Regions from separate parts of the Mus musculus genome. Here regions 1 and 2 are each linked to region 3. The links are chromatin contacts, called in public HiChIP or PLAC-seq maps. All regions are on one chromosome and are shown on one strand. Each heading gives the region's core, a stretch centred on a gene start, on an enhancer-like site or on the middle of the called end of the contact. The rest is flanking DNA. Distances are from core to core; before and after follow the strand shown. Region 1 overlaps Fnip1 (folliculin interacting protein 1). Region 2 overlaps Lyrm7 (LYR motif containing 7). Region 3 overlaps Rapgef6 (Rap guanine nucleotide exchange factor (GEF) 6).

Evidence for each region. HiChIP or PLAC-seq counts read pairs in DNA pulled down with a chosen protein or histone mark.
Region 1: a contact with region 3 is called in a BATF HiChIP or PLAC-seq map of CD8 T cells, with 5 read pairs. The contact joins two enhancer-like sites. A contact is called at or near these places in 2 of 39 promoter capture datasets (the 3T3-L1 cell line and liver), 3 of 115 datasets of contacts at active chromatin or transcription factors (CD8 T cells, effector CD8 T cells and memory CD8 T cells) and 3 of 9 other capture datasets (adipose tissue, liver and pancreatic islet).
Region 2: an H3K4me3 HiChIP or PLAC-seq map of bone marrow-derived macrophages shows a contact between it and region 3, with 4 times the contacts expected there. The contact joins two enhancer-like sites. A contact is called at or near these places in 1 of 15 datasets of contacts at CTCF or cohesin (CD8 T cells), 8 of 484 Hi-C or Micro-C datasets (ECoMG myeloid progenitors, the HPC-5 cell line, bone marrow-derived dendritic cells and 4 more), 5 of 115 datasets of contacts at active chromatin or transcription factors (bone marrow-derived dendritic cells, bone marrow-derived macrophages, effector CD8 T cells and 2 more) and 2 of 9 other capture datasets (liver and pancreatic islet).

What each region holds. Positions count from the first base shown.
Region 1 is chr11:54,453,359-54,456,058 of GRCm38.p6, reverse strand. The region is part of intron 1 of Fnip1 (folliculin interacting protein 1); the gene reads right to left. It overlaps LOC115487771 (a long non-coding RNA gene), which reads right to left. Exons shown (of 2, transcript XR_003949675.1): 2 at 1-2,700. Among named protein-coding and RNA genes, the nearest start is that of Fnip1, 17 kb to the right of the region's middle. Within about 2 kb of position 1,363, at least 6 of the 459 cell types and tissues checked have an H3K27ac peak or open chromatin away from gene starts, as enhancers often do. A contact at or near this core is called in CD8 T cells, where this site is marked.
Region 2 is chr11:54,840,431-54,843,399 of GRCm38.p6, reverse strand. It overlaps Lyrm7 (LYR motif containing 7), which reads left to right. Exons shown (of 5, transcript NM_029327.5): 5 at 2,198-2,969. The coding sequence ends at 2,268. Among named protein-coding and RNA genes, the nearest start is that of Gm31490, 18 kb to the left of the region's middle. Within about 2 kb of position 1,284, at least 10 of the 459 cell types and tissues checked have an H3K27ac peak or open chromatin away from gene starts, as enhancers often do. A contact at or near this core is called in bone marrow-derived macrophages, where this site is marked.
Region 3 is chr11:54,625,801-54,628,596 of GRCm38.p6, reverse strand. It overlaps Rapgef6 (Rap guanine nucleotide exchange factor (GEF) 6), which reads right to left. Exons shown (of 29, transcript NM_001252494.1): 10 at 2,578-2,736; 11 at 1,860-2,012. Among named protein-coding and RNA genes, the nearest start is that of Rapgef6, 100 kb to the right of the region's middle. Within about 2 kb of position 1,451, at least 34 of the 459 cell types and tissues checked have an H3K27ac peak or open chromatin away from gene starts, as enhancers often do. A contact at or near this core is called in CD8 T cells and bone marrow-derived macrophages, where this site is marked.

The sequences.
Region 1 (2,700 bases), core at 114-2,613, 170 kb after region 3:
CACATTCTCTCCTGAACTTCAATGGCACCAGGATATGGTGCCCAGACATAACATACATACATACAGGTAAAACACTTCCATGTATAGAATAAAATAATCACACTACTAATAGTCTTAATTTAAAAATATTTAAATGCTTTTATCTGAGAAGCAGTATGGGTTTACCAGGACACCAAAAAAATAGTTTATAGGGAAACCAATTAAGAATGCCATTCTCTGATAGGATTCCACAGAGAAAATATGTGTCTAGCCAAGAGACAAGCTAGAGACACAGTGTGAAGGAAGACTATAAATTTGGGATGGTTGCAAAAAAAAAAAAAAAAAAAAAGCTTAATTTTTAAATTGAGTAATTAATTTTGTGGTACTGGAAATTAATCTCAGAGATCCTTAAACACGATAGGCAAATGCCCTCCAATAATCCATATATATACCCTTGGCTCAACACTGATTCTTAATGGTAGTTTGGAAATTTAAGCTAGTAAAAAGAAAAGTAAATTCAAATGATTCTGATCTATATCTTTTTCCCTTCCTCCTTTCTGATCCTCCCCCACCTTTCTCTGTACCACTGGCATTTAGATCTATGTTAAAACTACTTCTGAATAAACAAAAAATTTGTTTGAAACAAAAGATTTCCTGCTGTCTTCACAGGTAATTCAAATAGATTTTAGCTTGCTTTACAAACATGGTTTTCAGTAAGGTTATATAATTAAAAAAATAAATAAATAAAAAAGGTATTCTCAGCCATTGTGGTTCACAGGTCTTTCATCCCAACTTCGGGAGATAGAGACAGAATAATCTCTGTGAGTTCCAGGTCAGCCAATGGCACGGAAAGAGACCATGCTTAAACAGACAGACAGACAGACAGACAGACAGACAGACAGACAGACAGAAAGATATCCTCCTTTTTCAGGTGTGCCATTTCTGTTTTTCTTTCAGATTAGCTTTTTTTTCCCTTCCATTCTCTCATTTTCCTTCTCTATATTACTATTTCATATCAAATTCTTCAAACATGAATCTATGTTAATAAACTGTAAAGCATAATAACTGTAAGTCATTTCTTAAAATGTAACAATGGAATGTCCTCTGCTCTAAGAAATGGGCTTTCCTTCTTTCTGTAATGCCGTTTTTGTCCTAGTTATAATTTCTATGTTGGGATGATGCTTTTTTCCTCTTCATAATTTAACTGTTTACATTTGGGTAAAAACTGTATAATACTTAAGAAAATATTTTAGTGTAAAAGCAAGCAAAACCCTTTCCTAGACATCAGTTTTTAAAATAGATCTACCACTCCTTTACATTCTTGAAAACAAAGAGTCATTTTTCAAACAGCATAAAGGCAATATGCCAGCTGTGGTTTCTCCTTGGTGCTAACACCACCAAGCAAGTCTTAGGGGTGAGACTTTGAAGAACAGGCTAACTTGAAAACCATACATCTTAGAGTTACTCATCTGACTCATTTCATATTTTTCTATTACATTTTGTTAAGATTTTCTTTTTGAAAACTCACATGGCTTTCTGTTACTACAAGAGTACTCGATTCACATCACGAAGGTCATTTCCTCCTTGTATGAAATATAGTGCCCCAACACTTGGTTCTGCATGCTGATGAGTTAAACAGCTACTGAACACCAAAACAAGAATTGGTATACAACTGAAATTGTCAATATAATTTTAAGGACTTGCAAATTTCTTCGAGACCAATAATTTTTAGTATAAATCAGAAATATTTTAAGGAACAGCCACCTGAATTAAGCATTCGCCTAAGGGAAGCACTTTTCTTGAGGAAGGGATCTAGAGAGCCAAATATGTGATAATAATAAACATTTACTTATGCACTCAGTAACCTCTGAGGATCACAAACTATATTCAACTAAGTCATAATTTAGAATATCACATATATTATCAGTATCAGAACAAACAAGAACATTTCCATACAGGATCTATGATTTCTATATTAAAGAATTACAATGGATTTGACCTATGTAAACTATCAGTTTCTCAGAAGCCCAAGTTAAAAAAGCAAGAAAGATTCTAATGCATAGCTAAGCTGCAGTAAAACATTATTAGTGTGTGTTTCTCATTCCAAACTACTACAAATAAGATAGGAGACAGAAGACAAGTCGACATAAGACCAACTGGTACCAGAAGACAACGAGGCTGTTTTCCTGCAAACAGTTATTTGATTGTTCATGCTATGCCTTCAGAAAGCTAAACAATCTTTCCTCTGAAATTTTAAGTTAAAATGTGAAGACATGACCAGGTATTCAACTGGAGAATTCAGCAGAAAGAAAATATAAACTCTCAAAGGATCTTACCCACATGTAACAAAATAGTAAGGCTAAGAAATAATTAATTAAAAAAATCCAACCTAATTAGTTAATCATAACATTTTTATGCTGGACTTGTAAAATGCCTGAGGATAATATTATTGCTAGTTATTTCTGTTTTTTAGTTAAATCTGAATTTTTATGCATGATGACATTTGGTCTGTTGCTACATATTGTAATGTGGACTCCTGAGACCTGGTTGCCCCAGAGATGAGAGAAGAGTCCACATGTAGACCCAAGTGACACTTTGTGACCTTGCCCCCAAGTTATTTCTGATTGGTAAATAAAGATGCCTACAGCCTATAGTTGAGCAGATTTGAGATAGACAAGACTTGATGTTCCTGGCCTTGATGTGAAGAAGACCACGAAGGGA
Region 2 (2,969 bases), core at 35-2,534, 210 kb before region 3:
GTGAGCCATCATGCCCTGTCCCCTGAATGCACATTCCTTGAATATGAAGGACAGTCCTTAACTATAGTTTAATTATCAAAACTAGGGGATTCATGGAATACCATTGTTTAAATTTTTTCTTTCCTCCTAATAAGGCCCTTTGTTTTTTTGTTTGTTTCTTTGGTGTTTTGTTTTGGTTTTGTTTATTTGTTTTTTGAGACAGGATTTCTCTGTATAACTCTGGCTGTTCTGAAACTCACCCTGTAGACCAGGCTGGCCTCTCAGAGATTTGCCTGCCTCTGCCTCCCGAGTGCTAGGACTAAAGGCACACCCACCACTACCCAGTTAACAATGCCCTTTCTAGTAGGAGGAACCCCTTTCCCCTGTGGTCCAGGGTGCTGCTGAGTTTCCTGAGTCTGGAGCAGTTACTTATCTTTCATCACTACCTCTAAAGATTGTAGGCAGGCTCTGGGAAGAGTGGTTAGGGGGGCATTTGCTCTCTTGTTTGACACAGAATTTCATATAGCCCAGGCTGGCTTAAACTCCCTGGGTAGCTGACTTCTGATTCTCTTTTCTCTACCCTGAGTGCCAGGATTAGAAGTATGTCCCACCACAGCAGCTGGGCTGAGTGAGCACAGGGCCTTGTGCATGGAGGCAGGCACTTTACTAATCCAGGCACATCTCCAACCCTGCTTTTGTTGAGACAGGTTTAACTAGGCTTGTCTGGAACTCATTGTATAGCTCAAACTCTGTTCACAGTGACGGCGATCCTCTTGTCTTATCCTGCAAACTGTTAAGATTACAAATGTGAGCCATCACATTGAGGCTGTGAGGATGGCCTAGCTGGGTCCTGCTCTTCCCAAGAAAGGGGGGTGGGTGATGTATCTCACTGCCTTTTTTCTTTTTAATTGTTTTTCAGTATTGAGTATTAGACCCAGGGCCTTTAAGACAGGGTCTCACCACAGTGCAGACCAGCCATGGCCACGCTATGTACTGCAGGCTGGACTTGAGTGCAGGTCTCACTGCCTTTGCCCATGATTCCTGGGATTATAGGCACACGTCAGCAGATGTGGGCAGTTTTCTCTTTCTCTCTTTTTTTTTCCTTTTCCATTTTTCTGTGTGTATGGGTGCATGTGCACCCCTGAACCTAATAGTGGGAATTGCCCGCCTTCTTTTTTGTTTCATTGAAGCAGGGTTTCTTGGTTCGGCACTCAGTTCCCTGACAAGGCTCATCTTCCTAGGGGATCTGAACTCTTCCTGTAGTAAGCACTTTAACCGATGAGTAATCTCTGAGGCCCCAACGCTGTCTTGCCTAGCAGTCAGCAGTTGGCTGTTCAGCAGTGTGTCTCAGTGGGGACACCACTGTCACTGTGTGTCTCAGTGGAGACACTGCTGTCACTCTGCCATGAAGTATAACCCTCTCTGCCCCAGACTGTCTTTCACACCACAGTTAGCATCCTTGGCTCCTGCCCAGTAAATTTTTGGTAGCATCCCCTAAGTGGTATATCTGAAGACTCCTTCGGTGAGGAGCCATTGTTCTAGGGGACAGGGTGTAGCTCAGTGGTAGAGTATACACTCTGCAGCCTGTGAGGCCCTGGGTTCCCAAGGCCCAGGAACAAGAAGGAAGGGAGGGAAGGAGAAGGGCAGTTGTGGGAGGGGAGGGGAATCATTCTATAAATTTGGAATGTCTGAATTATGAGAGTGATGTCTTGCTTTCTATAAAATTTTTCAAGTATCCAGGCATGGTGTGGTACACCTGTAACCCCATTGTTGGGAAGTGGAGGCTAGAGAATCAAGAGTTCAAGGTTAGCCTCAGCTACATGGGGAGTTCAAGGCTAGCCAGAGCTACATGAGATCCTGTCTCAAAAATCATTCATAGGTGACATTTTTAAAGAGCCATTGACAGATTAGTGTGTTTTTAGCTTAATTCCATTCAGTCATTTATTAGTTGTGTTTAATGAAATGATAAAGGATTTGGTTGTATATGTTTTTTGTAACACGAATGAAGATCGTATTAAATGTTTCCATTTAGACTCACATAGTCACCTCAGACATCAGCTGAAATAAAATGTCTGTAGAATAGTGCATGCTTCCCAAATTACACAACTCACGGTTAGAACTGCTGGGGAGACGGATGTGCCGGCCCCAGGTCTACTTTAAGATAAGTAGTGACTGGAGCTCTAACCGTCTTAACCGCTCATTTCTCTGTTCCTTTTAGAACTGGTCCCCAGGAAAGATCTTCTCACAGAAAATGTGCCGTACTGTGATGCGCCAACCCAGAAGCAGTAAAGCTTCCAGGATAAACCCATCTCTGCTCCTTCCCACTTTAAATACATACCTGGCAACGGTCCTGGACATGCACATGTTTCTCTCTGAAGCGCACGTTGCAAATGAGCGACAGGCTGAGGGCTACAGAGGAGATAGACATGCCTTTCACTGACATGGGCAACTGAAGGCCTGGGGAGGCAGGACGCTCCTCTCTTTCCCTTTGGTAGGTCTTTTGGTCTTCCAAAGCTGTTTGCCAATGAAGCACCTTACCAAATTGGTGACTTTTCATCTCATGGGACATACATAGCTAAATATAAAATGCTACATTAAATTGATGTTTAATCCCCAAAATATTAAGTTGGTAAAAAATTAACATTTTTCTTCCAGCTCTCGTCTAAAAGCAGCCATTGTTTCCCAAAGTCCCGTGGTTATTTTTGCGGCTAACAAATAATTATGTAGTGTATTTCTCTGCATTCTTACAAAGACAACGTTCCCCTTTTTGTTTTGTATGTATGGGTGTTTTGCCTGCTTAAATGTCTATGCACCAGGTGTGTATGCAGTGCCGTGCCTGCAGAGGTCAGGAGAGGGAATTGGATCCCCTGGGACTGGAGTTATAGATGGTCATGAGTTTCCTAGAAGAACAGCCAGTGCTCCAAAGCACTGAGCCATCTCTCTAGCCCCATGTAAAGACATTAGATAGATGAAATATCAAAGTCACTCTG
Region 3 (2,796 bases), core at 202-2,701:
TCAGATACTCATCAATTATGAAGTGTCATAAATGGTGACGTCACAGAAAAAAAGATCCTCGCATATGGACGTAGGTCATCATATTAGCTTCCCTAGAGGAAAGTGTCAACACTGCACCAAACACACAGAGCAGTGTTAATCATAGTGATATTCCTTTATGGAAAACATGAGTGTAGTTTGGCCATGGGTAAATGTGACAGGATATAAGATTCTTTAAGTCTGCTGGGGATATGAATAACAAAAGAAGATCAGGCAACTGGAGTGGTCCAAAGTGGCACAACAATGAAATACAACTACGTTCTTAGATGAGAATCCAGACAAGAAATAAATTACTGGAACCACTAGTGAGAATTTACTAGGGACCTCAAATTGACTGTATTATCTTAACAATGTGTCCTTCCATTATTGGAGAACTCTATGGTGTTTATGTAAGAAAACTTTTGCTTTAGGAATGGTGAGACATTGTATTTGTAAACTATCTCAAACAATTCAAAAGAAGACTGATGTAAAAGGGGCCGATGCAACTTAGAGCTGTCTGTATTATTCTTGAAACTTCTTATTGTTCATGTGTACATGGGTATGTGTGGGCCAAAGGTCAATTTTGGATATCTTACTCAAATATTCTCCACTATGTTTTAAGACAGAGTCTCAGCCCAAACCCCTAACTCATGAATTCAGCTGGCTGGCTGGTCACCTCTGCTTCCCCACTGCTCCAATTACAGGCACACATCAATGTGCCCAGATTTTTTTTTTATATGAGTTCTGACAGACTCAGGTCCCTATATTTGCATTTGTCTGATAAGCCCTAACTAAACTGAGCCATCTCCCTACTTTATTTCTTAAACTTTTCTATAAGTTTTAAATTATTAAAATACAGGGGTCTTTGCCAAAGACAAAATGATAATATGAATTAGTCTATGTATTCTATTTATGTTTTCCTTTCTTTTCTCTTTTTTTGGGGGTGGGGGGGACAATTTCATATAGCTGAGTATGGCCTTGAACTTGCTTTATACAGCTGAAGCTACTCTTGGACTCAGGATTCTCTTGCTTCTATCTTAGTGTGGGAATGATTCAGGTGTGTAACCACCATACCCAGCCATACTCACCTTTTCTGCACACAAAACTTATACTAAGAGACAGTTCTAAGAATTCAATTCCCAGGAAAAAACTGACATGGCATCACTTGTATTTCCTCTCTATGCTATTAAGTTGTCCATCTGCCAATTAATAATGACATATTTTGCAAATAAGGCTAGCTTAAAAAGAGAAACGTGTATTTTAGTTTCAATTATACTTGACTTACTTTATATCTAGGGGGTCTTCATAGAGACTGGAATGACAAAGAATATTGGAGATACAGAGAAGGAAATACAGAGATTGCTGTGTTGAGTGTAATAATACTAAAACTCCAGATTTTCCTCACTCAGTCATAACTTCACTTCCTGTATCTCTTCCGTTTTCAATTTAAAGAAAGGTTCAGAGAAGCCACAGCTCATTTCAAGCTAACAAGAGCTCTGCACCTTCACTGTGGACTCTGTGTGTTTGTGGCTAGTCTTTAAATTTCCTTTTCCTGTCTCCCCACTAAAATTGCTTGCTTTCTTCTTGCTAACACCCACTATCAAGGTCTTACATATGTAAAAAAATAAGATTTGATCAGTATAATCTAAAATAATATTATATCAATTTGGATACTAAATGGCAATAATTACCCCTTATCATTCAGATGTGTAAGAAACAATTAGACATCAACAAGCTAGTGAAGAATTTTACATTACTCATAAAAGTGGTCTAAAGCCTATTTTTAAAGCAAGATGAAAGATCTGAATGCAGTTTCTAGAACAAAAAGTAAAAACACCCACCTTGATTACAATGTGTCCTTTCCTGGTTCCGCTCCGGTCTAGCTCACGGTGCTCATGTACCATGACAATCTCTCCCTCTTCCTCAACTTTGTGAGTATTTTTTTCCACATGATTTAAAATTCTCCAATAGTCTTGTTGAGCTATGCAGACAAACTGTCCAAGAATAACATGGGGACAGTTAAGGAACCTATAGTACATAAACACATCACTATGCACCAAGGCAGAGCACAACGGCAAGAAATCAAGCGGCATAAGCTCTTTCTCATTCAATTTTGTTAACTCTAAACAAAAATCAAGGTAAACAATTCACACAGAGACCAAAGTGGAATCTTCTGAATTCTGCTCTAAAAGGAGAAGTGAACATCCACTTCTCTCAAACAGACACTATGCAAAGAAATCATGAAGCAGGAGTAAGTTAGAAACAAACAACTCACAAGTTCCTATTTCCTTCCTTTTTTGAAAACAGCCTGAACTGGATAATAAGAGTTTGAATGCTCAAACAAACCAACATTTATTTGAAACATTCTCTTAAAAATTTATACTTTGCTCAAGTCAACAAAATTTGAGAAAAATATAAAATCTACTTTCTCTTGTTAACTGCAGGCTATAGAAAATCCTAATTCTCAACTAATGCTGTTTAATTTTGAGCAAGAGAGAGAAAAGCAGCTCCGCCATTTTCATCACTAAGGAGAGAGAGCACCGAGCAGAGCAGGCGTACCTGACAATCATCGACTTTGGTCCTGACAGCTCCATGCATGTGCTGCTTATCCAGCGTGGGGACAATCCCAAAACTATTTCCCATGAAGAGATTTTCTATTTTCCCATCTGGATGACTAATTTCTACAGTGCCATTTAAAATGACATACCATGAGTCAAGCTATAGAGGAAAAGAAAGGTGTTATAATCTTTTTAAAAGGATAGTTATAAGTTAACTTTG